Linked DNA regions of Ovis aries: region 1 is linked to region 2. Evidence: chromatin contacts called from public Hi-C data. All regions are on one chromosome and are shown on one strand. The core of a region is the stretch at or near the end of the contact, and the rest is flanking DNA. Distances in the headings are between cores, read along the strand shown.

Region 1 (4,725 bases), core at 441-2,940, 110 kb before region 2:
GGATTGCTAGATCATATGGTAGCTCCATTTTAGTGTTTTCAGGACCCTCCATGCTGTTTTCCGTGGTAGCTACACCCATTTACATTCCCGCCAACAGTGTCGGAGGGTTCCCTTTTCTTTCCACACTCTCCAGCATTTATTATTTGTAGACTTTTTTTGATGAACTGTTTTAAAATTGGCTTTGTTGAAATTTAATTGACACACAGTAAATTGTACATATTTTCTATGTGCGGTTTGTTTTGACATATTATATACTGTGAGACCCTCACCTTAATGGAGATAGTGAACGTATCCACTGCCCCGAGAGTTTCCTCCTGCCTCTTTGTAGCCTCTTGGTGGTCCCTCCTCCCACCCCTTCTCTAGTTTCCCAAGGCTGCCGTAACAAAATACTATACACTAGGTGGTTTAAAATAGTATAAGTTCATTCTCTGGCAGTTCTGGAGACTGGAGTTCAGAGCCAGGCTGGCTCAGGGTTGGTTCCTTCTGGAATCTCTCAAGGAAGATCAGTTACATGCCCTTCTCCTAGCTCCTGTTGGTTCCCGGAAACCTTGCTGTTCCTTGACTTGTGGGACCATTATTCCAGTCTGTTCCTTGTCTTCACCTGGCCTGCGATCTGGTCTACCCACAAAACATCTGCCACCAAGTGTGGGAGTTTTTTCCTCAAACATTTCAATTCTCCCCATCTACGGACTTGAATTCAGTCTAATGCCACCCAGTTGGCATCAGGCCTCACAGGTGAAGGGCTCAGTTTCAACAAGGCCTCCCATATTTCTTGCCAACTGGCTGTATGTCGAGGCGTTCTCATGACCCTTGGGTTCAGCAATTTGCTAGAATGGCTCACAGAACTCAGGGAAATTATTTCCTTACTGTTACCAGTTTTTCTTATAAAGGGTGTAACTCAGGCACAGCCAAATGGAAGCGAGGCATAGGACAGGAGAGGCATAGGACAGGAGAGGGGCTACATGGGCCTTGCATGTACTTAGCTGCAAGGTGCTACATGGGCCTTGCATGTACTTAGCTGCAAGGTGCTTCATCCTCTGGGCACCTGCGGTGTGTTCATCAACCCAGCATTCTGAACACCAGCATTCAGGGGTTTTTATGGAGATGTTATCACATAGGAGTGATTGATCATTAACTCGGTCTCCAGTTCCTCTCCCCGCTCCCCAGAGGCTGCGGGGGGAGGGGGGGGGCGTGGCACTGAAAGTTCTAGGCTTCTCATCAAGCTTTGGTCTTTCCTGCGACCAGGCCCCATCCTGCAACTATGTAACAGTAACCTCACTGAAACAAAAAATGCTCCAAAACCCAGGAACTTCTAAGGGACTTAGGAGCTTCCCTGTCTTGTAACAGGGACAAAGACCAAATATTGGAACAGAATACACTTTTCTTGTCACCTCTGTCATTCAGGAAATTTCAAGCATTTTAGGAGTTCTGTGTCAGTAACTGGGGACAAAGACCAAAGTATATATCTTAATATGTTACAGCTTCTCCCCTATATTCTGGATCCAAGTTTACCTCTCCTTATAAGAATACCAGTCTGTTGGATTTAGGGCCACCCTCATCTAGTGTGACCTCATTTAACTTGAGTACATCTGCAAAGACCCTGTGTCCAAATAAGGTCAAAGTCAGGGGTGCTAAGGCTTACGCCCTCAACTTATTTACTTAGACACAGTTCAGTCCACACCTCATTTTCAGCCAACCACCGATTTGCTTTCTGTCACTACACATTGCAGTGTTTAGAGTTCTGGATAAGTGGATTCATACAGTATGTCCTCTCTTTCGTTTGATTTCTTTTACCCAGCGTAATTATTTGAGATTCATCTCTGTTGTTGCCTGTATAGTTCATTTCTTTTCATTCCATTGTGTGGATAGACCTCAATTTATGAATCTGTTTACCTGCTGATGAATATTTGGATTGTTTCAGTTTGGGGCTGTGACTAAACTGCCATTAATGTTTATGTTTAAGTCCTTCAGTGGACATACACTCTCACTCCTCTCTGATAAATAAATGCCTAGGCTGCATCATATGACAGATTTGTGTTAAACTTTTGAAGAGACTGCCAGATTGTCTTTCGAAGTGATTATGCCGTTTGACATTCCCACTAGCAGTGTGTGAGAGTTGTAGTTGCTCTTGGTAACACTTGGTTTCAGTGCAGTTCAGTCGCTCAGTCGTGTCCGACTCTTTGCAACCCCATGAATCGCAGCACGCCAGGCCTCCCTGTCCATCACCAACTCCCGGAGTTCACTCAGATTCATGTCCATCGAGTCAGTGATGCCATCCAGCCATCTCATCCTCTGTCGTCCCCTTCTCCTCCTGCCCCCAATCCCTCCCAGTATCAAAGTCTTTTCCAATGAGTCAACTCTTTGCATGAGGTGGCCAAAGTACTGGAGTTTCACTATGGTTAATCTTAATTTTAGACATTCTAATAGATGTATAGTGGTATCTCATTAAGTTTTTTAAATTAATTTATTTTTTATTGAAGGATAATTGCTTTACAGAATTCTCATGAAGTTTTAATTTGCTTTCCTGTAGTAACTAATGATGTTGAGCATCTTTTCATGGGCTTATTTCCATCTGTATATCTTCTTTGGTGAAATTTTTTGCCTCCTTTTTTTTAAAAAAAAAACTGAGTTTTTTTGAGTTTTGAGAATTCTTTAGATGCTTGAAATACAAGTTTTATGTCAGCTATAAGCTTTAGAAAGATTTTCTCCTAGACTGTGACTTGTCTTTTCATTTTTTTAACAGTGTCTTTTGAAAAGTGTAAAGGTTCTTTGAAATTTAAGTGATGTTCATTTTATCCATTTGTTTGTCTTACGGATTGTGTTTTGGCACCTAAGGCTTTTGGCTTTAGGTTTTACGTTGAGGTCTCTGATCCACTTTGAATTAAAGTTTTGTATCTTTAACTTTGTGTACCCAAGTTCTTTTTTGGGGATATGATTAATACGTTGTTTAAAGAGTATTTTTAATATATTCTGTTTTGATTTATATATGTGTGGTATACAAAAAACACCTTTATTACAGTGCTTTATGAGAATAAATGGTGATTTGTCATTTTCATCAAAGCTGCGTTTTTTTGGATAGTTATGTGTTCTAGGTATAAATTTGGGCCTTTACCTATTGAACCATTATATGTAAAGTAAGTTTGAGTGATTTGTTAGAGAACTGAAAGTTATTTTTATTTTATCATAGCTACCATTGTCCTTTACTTATAGGTTAGAAGATTATACTCTTGTTTGTTGTGTGTGAAATTAGATTCCAGCGGAATCATTCAGCATTTGCATAGACATTAATTGTGAATTACATGACTTTTTATTTCCTGACAGTTTACTGAAATTAACTCATTCATTATATCATAAGATTCTTTAAAAAAAATTCTTAGATGCAGCTTACAGTATTTTTGTCAGGAGAATAAATATATCTCTAGGCAATGTGCCTTCTAAAAATTATGTTTCTGCTATACTTGGGAGATTATTTTTGTGTATTTGTGGTAAACTGTATATGCAGTTCGAAGTCACTTCAGCATAAGAGACAATGTGAATGTACTTAATGCCAGTGACTGTAATACTTAAAAATGGTTAAAATGGTAAATTTTATGTGTGTTTTACCACAGTAAAAAGATAAGGACTTCCTTAGTGGTCCCCTGGCTAAGACTCCATGCTTCTTCTGCAGGGGACACAGATTTGATCCCTGGTCAAGGAACTAAGGTCCTGCATGCCACACTGCATGCCCCCCCCAAAAAAATAAAGAAGGAAAGAAAAGAAAAATAGTCACTTTATAAAGCATTTAGACTTGTTTGTAAAGTGCTCATTTCTCTGTAACTTCCCACATTCCTGTGGTCTAGACTGTAGCATGCATAGGAGAAGGGGTCCTGCCAAACTGCCAGTTCCAACTGTTTGTTTCTTTCAGAGAGACGGACTCTAGATAACAGGCGCAGGGTTTGGCATGCGCCTGAATTTTGAAGTGAGAGCTGGTAAACTGAGTGGAGGAAAATGGAAACAGTACTTGAGAAAGTTGCTCTAAGCAGCTGTATAAAGCTTTTTGGATAAAACTCTCATTGTCCACTTCCATAAATTCTAAGAAATAAACTCTGGAGCCAGTTTATTGTTGTCAGAAATGTCAAGCTAAGACTAAAATAAGGCCTCGAAATAATATAGACTTGGTTTAGCATGCAGTGCTATTTTAAATGTGTGATTGCAGTCTTATAAAAGACTCTCTACTAATGTTTGCTTACTTGTAGTCGGCAGAACCAACTGAAAGACCAGCAGCAGCAGGTGGTGTCGTTGTGCCCTGATGACACAGAGTGTCTGACAGTCCCACGGTACAAGCGCGACCTAGTTCAGAAGCTGAAGATTCTGCGGCAGGAACTTTCCCAGCAACAGCCTCAGGCTGGCCATTGCCGCATTGAGGTTTCCAGGGAAGAGATTTTTGAGGTAAACGTACAAGTCTGATTTTAATATAGAGAAAGTTTAAATTCCAGTGATGAACTTGTTTTCCAAGTATATATTGGGACTCAGTCTCTTTAAGGGCTTCCCTGGTAGCTCAGACGGGAAAGAATCCGCCTGTAATGTGGGAGGACCTGGGTTTGATCCCTTCGTAGGGAAGATCCCCTAGAGAAGGGAATGGTTACCTACTCCAATATTCTTGCTTGGAGAATTCCATGGACAGAGGAGCCTGGCAGGCTACAGTCCATGGCGTCGCAGAGTCAGACACGACTGAGCGACTTCCAC
Region 2 (4,621 bases), core at 1,072-3,571:
TGTCTCCCAAGTTAGGTAAGATACCATGAAACCTGGGCCCCTGCCCTGTGTGGACACCTGCAGCACCGTTCTAAAAGTCATACCAAGTCCATCTTCCACCAAGGGTTATTTACAAAGAAAAAAGCAGCACAGCATTTAACAAACAGATTGTTATCTACGTCATTAGGGTCATAAATCTGAGAACAGCCTGGCCATTTGTCAGGCAACGTCTTTAGTCAGGCTGGCATGATCTATGTTACCCAACAGCTGTCACTTATTATTGACTATACGCAGACATTGTGTTAAGCACTTTACGTGCATTGCCTTAGGTATCTCATTGGCATTATTCCCATTTTACAATTAAGTAGAATAAGACTCAATTAAGTATAGTTCCCATTTTACAATTAAATAAGAGTATGTGACTTTTCTAAGGTCACACAGCTAGTGAATGGAAGGTGATGATTTGTAGGCAAAAGGCTGACTCTGGGGCCTGACTCCAACAGGCTGCCTGACTTGTTAGAACTTACTGAACACCCAGATGTGGGCTCTGATCTTCTGAGGATGAGGTGTCTAACGCCCTTGTATGCCTATTAGCTTTGCTAACCTAATTTTTTTTCTCCTCCCGCCTTGACCAGTGTCCCTTCATCAGGCCAAGTTTTTGTTTTTTAAATTTTGTGGCTGTGCACCATGAGGGGTCCCAGCTCCCTGACCAGGGATCAAACCCTCTCTGCCTGCATTGGAAATGCGGTCTTAACCACTAGATGGCCAGGGAAGTCCCTAAGAGCAGCTTTAAATCTGGAATTCTCAGACTCGGAGTTCTGCGCTGGAACATGACAGTGTAGAGAGAGCTGGCTCTAGCTCCGGCCTGGCCCCTTCCCATCCAGGCTCTGATCTGCGCCCTAAGGAACCTGACAGACACATAGACAGCCCCTGCCTGTGCGGCCCAATGTCGTCCCTCAGCCCCCACAAACAGCTCCCTTGTCTTGAGTCCAGGAGTGCTCACATCCTCACGGTGGTCTATCCTTGGGAGGACGAGCTGAGAAAGAGACTTGCGCTGGCCCTGGGAGGTGGGTTCTGATCTGATGGGGCAGGGAATTCAGGTCTAGGAACCTAGAGTGAGGTATAGAAAAGTAGAGATACAAGGTCCAGGCAGGCATCCCTATGGCTTATGGGAAGCTTATTGGAAAGTGTGTGGCTGAGAAGAATCCAGGTAGCGCCTTCCGAAACACAAGCCTGGGACAGGAGCCGCTCTTGCCCCCAGTAGAGAAATCTAGATTCACCAAGCATTAGCAGTAGGGCATTCAACAGCCAAGCAGGAAGCTACCGGTGTTAGAAGTGAGTTTTTATTTAAACGATTTAAAAAAGCACAAGAAAATCAAGAGACCCCAGCAGCTTCAAGAGATGCAGGACTTCCCTGGTGGTGCAGTGGATAAGAATCCGCCTGCTAATGCATGGAACACACGTTCGATCCCTGGTCCAGGAAGATTGCACATGCCGTGAGGCAACTAAGCTCAGTCACCACAACTATTGAGCCTTTGTGTTGCAGCCACCGAAGCCCGCGTGCACAGAGCCTGTGCTCCACAAACAAGAGAAGCCACTGCAATGAGAAGCTCGTGCAACGAAGAGTAGCCCCCACTTGCTGCACCTAGAAAAAGCCCACGCGCAGCAATGGAGACCCAGCATGGTCAAAATAAATAAATATATAAAAACAGTGCTTAAAAAAAGAAAGTGAAAACAAAGAGAGTTACAAATTCTAATGTGATTGCTTAGAACCCGAGCAGGAAACAGAGTCAGTTCAGGAAGTCTTACTACACGGTCCCTTCCTGCCCCACTCTCTAGGCTTTTCTATGGTTCCTTTATGGCAGAAAGCAGCCCCATCAGAGCATATGGACCCTACAGAAGGAAAAGCACTTAGAAGCAGGTGGGCGAAGTGGGAAATGGTGGGCAGAGGAGAGGCTGCAGTTTCTGGAAGTAAATCTAGACCCTGTTGAACGAGTTCAGGTAGCCCTTACCTGTTGAGGGTATGATGACAGGTTGACTGTATTTCACACGGTCAGGCAATCTGTTTTTAGCTTTACACCTGTACTCTTTCACTTCTGCAGTGTTACTCTCGGTTATGTTAAGTTCAGCAGGCTTCCTTACATCCTTGGAAATAACTGGTGATATGGTGATGTTTTTTTCAAAAAAAATATAATCGATGGGCAGAGAGCCGTTGAATGAGATGCAGCGTAGTGTTATATATCGGTCTGTTTTTGTTTGAATGACACTGATGTTCAGCACTGGTGCAGTCACTGGGTCTAGAAAAATGAAAGTGCGCATTAAATGGCTAAGCAGAATGGGTTCCCTCACTCAGTCCACAAACATGGATGGAAGCCCTACTCTCTTCCTGTCTGTTCACCCAAAGATGAACGACACCCCTCTTGTGAAGCCAAGCTGCTCCCAAGAAGCTCCATGGGGAAAAATCAACAGCTATGGGGTTAACCCCATGTATCCTGGCATGAACCAGGCTCTGAGAAAGCCAGAGAGTGGAGTGTCTCTCTGCTTTGAGGAGCTGGAGTGCAAACTTGCCGTTTATCAGAATTCACCATTTGTTTGTGGTTGATGGTATAATTTTGTCAAAGATCCAGCTCCAAGTATGTAGTTGAGAGGTACTTTTAGTCCCAATCCTTGTAAGATAACAGTGTTGTTGTTTTTTAATCAAGAAAGTCTAAAAATATCATCTTTTCTCACAGTACTGTCATTTATAGAATTCAGCTGTACACTTATCTTCCAGTTCCTCCCCGAAACAGGAAGTAACCCTGATAAATAGAGTTAAGGGAAATTCTTGACCAGAAACGAGTGATTCTGGTAAGCTCTGCCAGATCATACCATACTTCATGCGAGAATCCAGCTCTGTAATTTGTTATATAGTTCTTTAAGGAAACAGGATTATAGGGAAAGAAACAGTTGAGTATCCTTCATGTGTTGGGGTCACTACCCATGTTATCTTGGTTCACTTCACAACAGCACACAAGGTGAACAGCATTGTGCCCACTCCACAGAAGAGGCCATTGAAATTCAGAGACCACATACCTAATAAATGGCAGAGCCAGGGCCAGCAGATACTTTTGCTTTTAACAGTAGTGTGCCAATTTAGCAACTGGGTGCAGAAACAAGTCAAAGGAAAGAAACTAACAAATTAGAGTCTTCTTGCTCCATCCCTCCCTCCCCTGAGTAGGAATCCCCCCGTGGCAGCATCCTTGACAGAGCGGTACCCAGGGATGGGAGCCTCAAAGAGCAACTTTGTTTGGGAATAGCATCAATAGACTGTTCTTCCTACGAAAAACTGAAATCTGCTTGCTGCAATTTTTAGGAATTGACTTACTCATGATGAAGTAGACAGCATGGACTTCTCTCTGAGATAAGATGATTCAAACTAGAATAAGGGTTGACGTCTAAATTTAGTGGAAAGATGTAAACTTCCCTTCAGAGAAGGCAATGGCACCCCACTCCAGTACTCTTGCCTGGAAAATCCCATAGGCGGAGGAGCCTGGTAGGCTGCAGTCCATGGGGTCACTAAGAGTTGGATACGACTGAGCGACTTCACTTTGACTTTTCACTTTCATGCATTGGAGAAGGAAATGGCAACCCACTCCAGTGTTCTTGCCTGGAGAATCCCAGGGACAGGGGAGCCTGGTGGGCGGCCGTCTATGGGGTCGCATAGAGTCAGACATGACTGAAGCGACTTAGCAGTAAACTTCCCTCAGAGTTTGTGAAAGGACTGGTAAAGGGCATCACAGCATCACTGTGATCAAGGAAGGGAGTTGTAACTCTTCCATAAATCAGTTGTTTTTTAAATTAAAGGAGTCCTTTAAGGCTCATTCAGATGCCACCTTCCCCATAAAACTTTTCCTAAATCCTCCGGGCGACAGTTCTCCCTCTTCCGTCTTCTCCAGCACTTGATCCCGTCCTCATACTACTTTCTCTGACTCTTATTTCAGGATCCACTTGCATGTCTCCTGGCCACCTCAAACACAACCTTTTGAAACTGAACTCTAGTTAATCTGTTAGTTAATGCATCAATCGGTAGGTAGATAAACATTATTAAGATTATATCCTTTTTAAAAATGCTTTTATGCAGTCAGTCATGCATTTAGTTCTTTTGTGCTAAGAACAGTTAACACGAGATCTACCTTCTTCTTTTTCTTAATTATTTTTTATTGGATTACATTTGATTTACACCGTTGCATTAGTTTCTGCTGTACAGTCAACTGAATCAGTTATACATATACATATATCCACTCTCTCAGTTGCCATATAGGTCTTTACAGAGTATTGAGTAGGGTTCCCTATGCTATACAGTAGATTCTTTTTTTTTTTTTAATTGGAGTATAGTTGCTTTACCACGTGTTATTTTCTGCTGTACAATGAAGTGACTCAGCTATATGTATACATACAGCCCCTCCCTCTTGGACCACCCTTCTAGCACACCCCAATCCCACCCCTTTAGGGTGAGCACTGAGCTGGGCTCCTTGCACTATGAAACAGGTTCCCATTAGCTATCTGTTTCACACGTGGCAGTGCACACACCATCAATCCCAATATCTGACTTCATCCCACCCCTGCCGTACTCACACATCTGCTCCCTGTGTCTCTGTCTCCA

The links. A called contact is a pair of places that touch in the nucleus more often than the background predicts.
Region 1: a Hi-C map of liver shows a contact between it and region 2, with 2.2 times the contacts expected there. The contact joins two enhancer-like sites. A contact is called at or near these places in 2 of 16 Hi-C or Micro-C datasets (liver and muscle).

Annotation. Positions count from the first base shown.
Region 1 is chr11:48,472,021-48,476,745 of ARS-UI_Ramb_v3.0, reverse strand. SMURF2 (SMAD specific E3 ubiquitin protein ligase 2) reads left to right here. Exons shown (of 19, transcript XM_027974335.2): 11 at 4,236-4,428. Among named protein-coding and RNA genes, the nearest start is that of CEP95, 61 kb to the right of the region's middle. Within about 2 kb of position 1,690, at least 4 of the 54 cell types and tissues checked have an H3K27ac peak or open chromatin away from gene starts, as enhancers often do. A contact at or near this core is called in liver, where this site is marked.
Region 2 is chr11:48,360,656-48,365,276 of ARS-UI_Ramb_v3.0, reverse strand. It overlaps MILR1 (mast cell immunoglobulin like receptor 1), which reads right to left. Exons shown (of 9, transcript XM_060395778.1): 5 at 1,992-2,276. Among named protein-coding and RNA genes, the nearest start is that of PECAM1, 11 kb to the right of the region's middle. Within about 2 kb of position 2,321, at least 3 of the 54 cell types and tissues checked have an H3K27ac peak or open chromatin away from gene starts, as enhancers often do. A contact at or near this core is called in liver, where this site is marked.